Linked DNA regions of Rattus norvegicus: region 2 is linked to region 1. A link is a contact called in public Hi-C data. All regions are on one chromosome and are shown on one strand. Each heading gives the region's core, a stretch centred on a gene start, on an enhancer-like site or on the middle of the called end of the contact. The rest is flanking DNA. Distances are from core to core; before and after follow the strand shown.

Evidence for each region. Hi-C and Micro-C count contacts between places; a contact is called where the count stands out from the background.
Region 2: a Hi-C map of liver shows a contact between it and region 1, with 3 times the contacts expected there. The contact joins two enhancer-like sites. A contact is called at or near these places in 5 of 12 Hi-C or Micro-C datasets (the A7r5 cell line, Schwann cells, kidney and 2 more).

Annotation. Positions count from the first base shown.
Region 1 is chr2:144,546,119-144,549,215 of GRCr8, reverse strand. All of the region lies in intron 1 of Rpl12-ps2 (ribosomal protein L12, pseudogene 2), which reads left to right. The region is part of intron 1 of LOC120100827 (a long non-coding RNA gene); the gene reads right to left. Among named protein-coding and RNA genes, the nearest start is that of Kmt5al1, 110 kb to the right of the region's middle. Within about 2 kb of position 1,320, at least 6 of the 93 cell types and tissues checked have an H3K27ac peak or open chromatin away from gene starts, as enhancers often do. A contact at or near this core is called in liver, where this site is marked.
Region 2 is chr2:144,742,623-144,745,904 of GRCr8, reverse strand. All of the region lies in intron 1 of Rpl12-ps2 (ribosomal protein L12, pseudogene 2), which reads left to right. Among named protein-coding and RNA genes, the nearest start is that of Rpl12-ps2, 43 kb to the left of the region's middle. Within about 2 kb of position 1,539, at least 4 of the 93 cell types and tissues checked have an H3K27ac peak or open chromatin away from gene starts, as enhancers often do. A contact at or near this core is called in liver, where this site is marked.

The sequences.
Region 1 (3,097 bases), core at 71-2,570:
TCTAATGGGAAAAAAAATGTTTTAATGAACACGTGTATTCATCACTAGCTTCAATATTATCAAGTCCTGCACAATACAGTCCCCCATACTCCTGTATCCCATACAACTATTACTTTGAAGAAAATTCCCCCATACCACTCACACATAAACATAAAGAGACTTTTCATAATGTCCACAAATATCTAGCATTCATATTTCCTTCACTATTTCTTTTTTAAAAAGATAATTAGTATTATCAAATATCCCGACAGTTATATTCATTTGCCTCAACTTTTTTTTCTGGAATCAGTGTGCAATGAAGTCCTTAGTTCTGATTGGATAAAAACTCATAGACAGACAAACCTTAGTTCTGATTGGATAAAAATCCACAGACAGACAATCGATAGGTAGACAGATGGACAGAGTAACTCTCTAGACAGATGACAGGCAGGTTCTTCCCTCTGTCACTCGAGAATTCTGATTGTTTTTCCTATGAAGTTTTCTTAAGCCTTGATCTTGTGATCATATCGAATGGTATCATTGAACATGTTTCTCTCCTCCCAAATGTTTGGTTAGATCCAAGTCTTGGCAGCAACCACGCTTGATATTTTGTCAAGAACACTTGAACTGCTATGTTCTTTGTTATAGATCTCCAGCAAGACCAGGTGATTTCTTTGTCTCTCTGTGAAGTTAGCCCAACCACTATCCCCCAACACATACCTGTGTCATGGCTGACTTTGGGAAACAGAAAACTAATCAGTAATTTAAATAACAGAAATTTGAACATACAGAATTATTAAAATAATAGCTGTGGAGATGTAAAGTTGCCTCTAAAGGCCACCCTATATCTGAGGGAGAATATCAAAGAAAAACAACCCTGAAATAGGGGCTCCCCCTAAGGCTGGGCTTCTGACATTGTTGAAGAGGAAGGCTTGAGGCACACTAGCCAGTAGTTGGGGACACTAGGCTATCTGGCAGGTGCCCGTCCATACGTTCATAGTTGCCATGCAAGAAGGGAAGGGCCCAAAAGGCACAGGTAAGCTGAGGCTAAGGCTGTTTACTTACCATACACAATAGGAAGTGTAAGGCCTCGTGTGAAGCATTCACACTTGGAGGGCTTTAAAAAACAAAGTCCAGCCATAGGTGGAAAGTGGGTAGGAGGTCGGACTCCACTGTACGTGTGAAACTTGTACTTCATGAGAGCAAAGGCAAAGGGGTCCCTGAGTTCAGGCAGAGAATCTGGGAGAAGGACCGTACACAGTAGGGATCTTGATGGCACAGGGCATGGCTGAGGAACCTACAAGAGCACTGCTGGAGGTCAGACACCAGGAGTAAAACCAAGAGGAAAGCCCCTTGTTGCTGTGTCTCTTTAGTGCCCTCTACTGATGAAGTGTCAGATCATGCGCAATGGGAAGAAGTGTTTGGAGTTCGTTCAATGAATGACCTCCGAACAGGTACTGAAAGGGTGGACTTAGGGCGGAAAGGCAATAACTTATATATTGATATAATGGTCACTGTTTACCTTCATTGCTTCTTTGGTGGCTGCAGAGCAGTAGTAATTTGGTTTTATTGATCTTCTGTATTTACCGGGTGCTTGTTCAGAGAGAAATTTCCCACGTCCCCTTGAGTACCCAAGGCACCATGTATACAAGCACCTGGTTCCCTCCCCATTGCCATTTTTCTTTTAATTTGTCTTCTTTCTCCATCCAGGCCCGGCTTCTTGTGAAAGTTAATTTCTACCAACCACATCTTTCTGGGTGAGTCTCGGCTCTACCCACAGAGCCCCTGAACACAACGAAGGAGATAGAGATGTTCGTTCCCACCTCGTGTAACCCTCGCCACTACCTTATGAAATGGGTCACAGCCCAGGGAAAGGAAACAAGGACTTCCAAGTCACCCAGCTTGGTGGTGGGAAGGACTGGGCTCAGGACACAGGCTGTTTACCTCGGAGTCGAGCCTGGGAAGACCTTATATTCAGCTTGTTTCTCCTACGGGAACTTCAAGCTCCGGTCTCCTGGGTCTTGTCTCTTTTCTATTTGCTTTTGAATCCCCAGGTCGTGGCTTTTAGCATCACTGTTGAAAACTCCCAGTTTCTCTCCCAGGGTCACACATACCAGTGGGATCCCGGTCTTTATTGAGGGGCCGTGTCCGATTAACCACCCCTTCTTTTCTTGTCTCAGGCAGATGCTTCCTTCCTCTCTAGTCTTTTGTCCCTTCCTCAGTCTCCTCCTCCACACAGAAGAGAATGAGAACTCAGGGGATTGTGAGAGAGAAACAGTAACTGCTGACCCTGGTGGTGACGTTAAAACTGACTCTCCTTCCTTCTCCATTTCCGGAAGCCATGAACCAGCTGTGAAAGCCCAGACACTCCAGCTATGTGGGCCGCTGAAAATCCTGTTTCAATCTGCTTTTCCTTCCCTCTCTTCTCCAGTTCAAACACAGCCTCCAAAAACTCACCTAATACCTCTGGAGTCTAGTCTAGGAGTCACCAATCCTGCTTGCTAATCTTCTTCACCCCTCTGAGCTCCTCCACTTACTTCTTCTTGCTTTCCTTCCTCCTACCCAGGCTTTCCTGGCAAAAGTCAACAAAATAACAAAGAATGGGGAATAAGTAAACAGCAGCCTCCCCTAGCTCGCCAGCAAGCTCAGGAGTCCCTGGAAGTGCTTCCTTCATTTACACTGATGAGTCTGTATTTCAAAGGGCCTGGCACTGCTTCAAGGCCAGTTACAGCAGCCATGGAGTCATTGTGCTGAGATGAAGGTGAATCCAGGCAGTTTCTATTTTTAGATTCGATTGTTTCTGGAAAAGGTTGCACATCACATAATAGGAAATCCCAAGAGTGTGAAGACTGTTTCCTGCCAGTTGAAGCGTTGTTGTGGTTGGCTGTTCTGATCATAGAGACACGGGAGTGAGTGGGTGAGGGTGGAGGGCAAGGTCGGGCTATGCTGGGGGCAGACTGGAAGGGAGTTGGGGAAAGTAGGATCGCAATTGCCAGGAGTTTTAGAACTGTGAGAGAAAGCAGAGCAGCTGTAAGAGGATGCAACCATAATAATGCCTTCCCTGAGTCTGTCAGTATAGGGTCAGCTAGCGCAAGTTATCGTCAACCTGGCCTGGGCC
Region 2 (3,282 bases), core at 290-2,789, 200 kb before region 1:
ATGTTCATGTGCTCCCCAAGTGTGAATCTTTTGGCAGCAGATAAGGCTTCAGATGACTGCAGCCTGGCAGACACAGTGACTGCGACTTCATGAAAGACTAAGCCAGAACCACTCAGATAAGGCACTCCCGAATTCCTGACCTACACAAGTGGGTGTGTGAGATAATAAATGTTTATTGTTTCAAACCATTATATTTACTCAAATGGTTCGTAATGCAGAAAGAGTGAACTCATTCTGATGGGAAGTAAAGAATTGTCAGAAAATGTTCAAGAGGCACTACAATTAAGAAAGAAAGGGCACCAAAACCCCTCCCCCCAACACAAGGGGCCTAAAGAATGCATTTTAAAATGATATTGGTGCTGATTTAAAACTGGAAGCAACCCTCATAGCCCCAACAGTGGAATATATAAGCAAATTGTGAGATGTTCAATCTCTAGGTAAAACATATAAGCAATATTGACACATTACGCCTATAGGCAATAATACATAAGAGTCTTAAATGGAATCTAGAACCAAAAGGTGCAAAGCCAACCTTTAAAAAAAAGAGATAATTAGATAAGTGATAAATACATAAAGAAAACAAGAAGAGATTTCTTTTTTCATTTTCTTAAGGCAGGGCTTCACTCTGCAGCCCAGGGTGCACTAGAACTCACAATTAATCCACCTGCCTCTTGAGGGCCCCCATATCAGGCTTAGAAAGAAGTATTCTTCAAGGAGGAGTGGGGATTGGAAATACTGTTAAGGCTTATTTTACATATAATAAAGTTATAACATTTATTATATGTAAATACAGCTTAATCTGTATGTGTCATATACACGCCGATTTTATAACACTCCACTTCATAAAACTGTATGTTTAGCAACTTTAATACACTTCAGGGGATGTAGCTCACTGCTGGTTCACCTGCTAGCCTACTATTCATGAAGCCCTGGTTTCAGTCCTCAGCATTGTATTCACCAGATATTATGGTTTATTCCTGTAATCCTAGCACTCAGGAAGAGAAGGAGAACCTGAAGCTTCAGGTTTTTCTTGACTTTATATAGAATTGGTGAGAGTTGATGGCTAGCCTGTGACCCTGTCTCAAAGGAAAAAAAATAAAGTTTAAAGATAAAATATACATACAATATAGGATCTTGGGAACTAGGCTAGTTCAAAAGGTGAACATGAGCTAGCAGTTAAGACTGTTGAAAACTATGGTAGCAGCCCAGGAAATGAAATGAAAGTAGTTCACAGAAGACAATAAACTACACCTCCACACTACAGAGGGAAACACCACTGGGAGAGCCAACGGTCACTGGTTGCTGAGATGTTCCTAACCTGCCCATGTGACTTATGATCTTTCAACCTCAGAGCAGAGAGCAAATGGGGCCAAAAGAAGGTAGACTTGATGGCAGGAGAATTATGACGAGGTTCAGGCTGTAAGCGCCTTATCTGACTTGTCAGTGGCTTATGCTCCACTTCTCTGTATCTCTGAACGCTGAGAAGGCTGCACTCTTACCCCACTTCCCTTCCTGTCCTATTCCCACATCCAAAGCCAAGGCAAGACTAAAGTCCAGCTTTGTTGACTCTTGGACTAGTGTATTTTTATCTATCTAGCTGAGGAAATACATCTGTACCCTTAACTTTGATCTCTGACTATGAATGAGAGGAAAGAAAATTTCCCACATCAGTAGCTGGTTGAATGGGATAGATAGATGTCTTTTGGGTGAAGTGGGCCAGTCCCTTTGTGATAATTTTACAGTCATCTGTTTAACTTGATTAATGTGCGCCTTGTGAAGGATAAGACCCAGGCTTCTTTCTGCACTGTCCTGAGTCACCTATACTAGTATGGGGCCAGACACATACTTTATAGCTCAGTTATTAATTGTTAAGTGAGTAAAGGAATGAATGGATATATATTAGCTCAGTGAGTGGCTGTCCTGTAAAAGGTGGCACTCAGCTATCAGTGGGTGTGGAAAGAAAGAAAGCACATTGTCAAACACAATGCAAGTTGTCATTAATGAGTCACCTGGGTGATTTTAAAAGTTACCTAATGTCTTCTTCTCTGGGCTATGCTCCTCCAGGGACAGGAAGGCCCACTTCACCAGAAAGGCTTCTATCTCATTCAACCAGCTGAGAGTTCAACATCTTCTGAAGGATGCTAGTGACAGACTGACTTTCCGGCAGCTAGGGTGAGGGTCTTATAGCCCACACACCTACTCCAACAAGGCTACACCTTCTAGTTGTGCCACTCCTTGGGCTGAGCATATACCAACCACCATAATAGCCCAAGCTAACCCAGAACTATACAGAAGGACCTTTGATTTGCTGTGTAGTACATAGTAGCCTAAAACTATAATCCTTCTGCCTCAACATTCCAAGTACTCATATGACAAGCATGTGTTACTATACCCAGCTAATATAATTTTTTGTAGACTCGATAGATAATATCTCCTTGTATATAAAATTTTCTTTATTCAACACATGTTCAATATTTGGGCTATCTCAATTCTAACTTTATGAATAACATTTATACTTAAGAACATTTATTCTTAGGCTTTTATAAAGACGAGTTATTTTTAATAATCTCCACTATATTTTAGGAGAATTGTGAGATCATATGCAGCTTTCTGATTAATATTTTGAAGAACTGAGAAACTGTTTTCTAAAGCGGGTGCATGATTTTATAACCCATTAGGAATATATAAAGGTCTCATTTCTGCACATTCTTGTCAACGTGATCTCAGACATACTAATGAATGTGACATGATGTTTTTGTGCTACTTTGATTTGTATTTTCATACAGTTTAAGATTTATGAAATTTAGCCTTAACCTCAGATCCACAGTCAAAGAGTTGGGCAATAACACCCCTCTCATACTCTTAGGAGGAAGGAAGGGCTTTTGATAAGAATTTTACTAACTTCATTAAATTCTAATTATAAGCTATGTACTTACAACTGGGTTCTTTAAAAACACTTTTATTTTTGTATTTATCTGAAACATAATAAATCCAGAGATGTTCTTTCTGGTATATTATAAACAGCAAGATGGGTTGCTAAAGGTGGAGTGGACGTAGCCATGGGTTCTCTGGTATATATGTTTTGCTTATTTCCGTGGTATGAATCCTCTTTTCTTTTCACCTGCTTTTTAATATTTTAAAATTGTGTGTATATTTGTGTGCTTGTGTATTGGTATGTGCATGTGAGAACAGTGTGTGCAATCTCCAGAGGAAGGCATTGTATCTCCTGAAGCTTGGAGTTACAAGTGGTGGTTGTGAGTTACCATGAGGAGGCTAGAAACT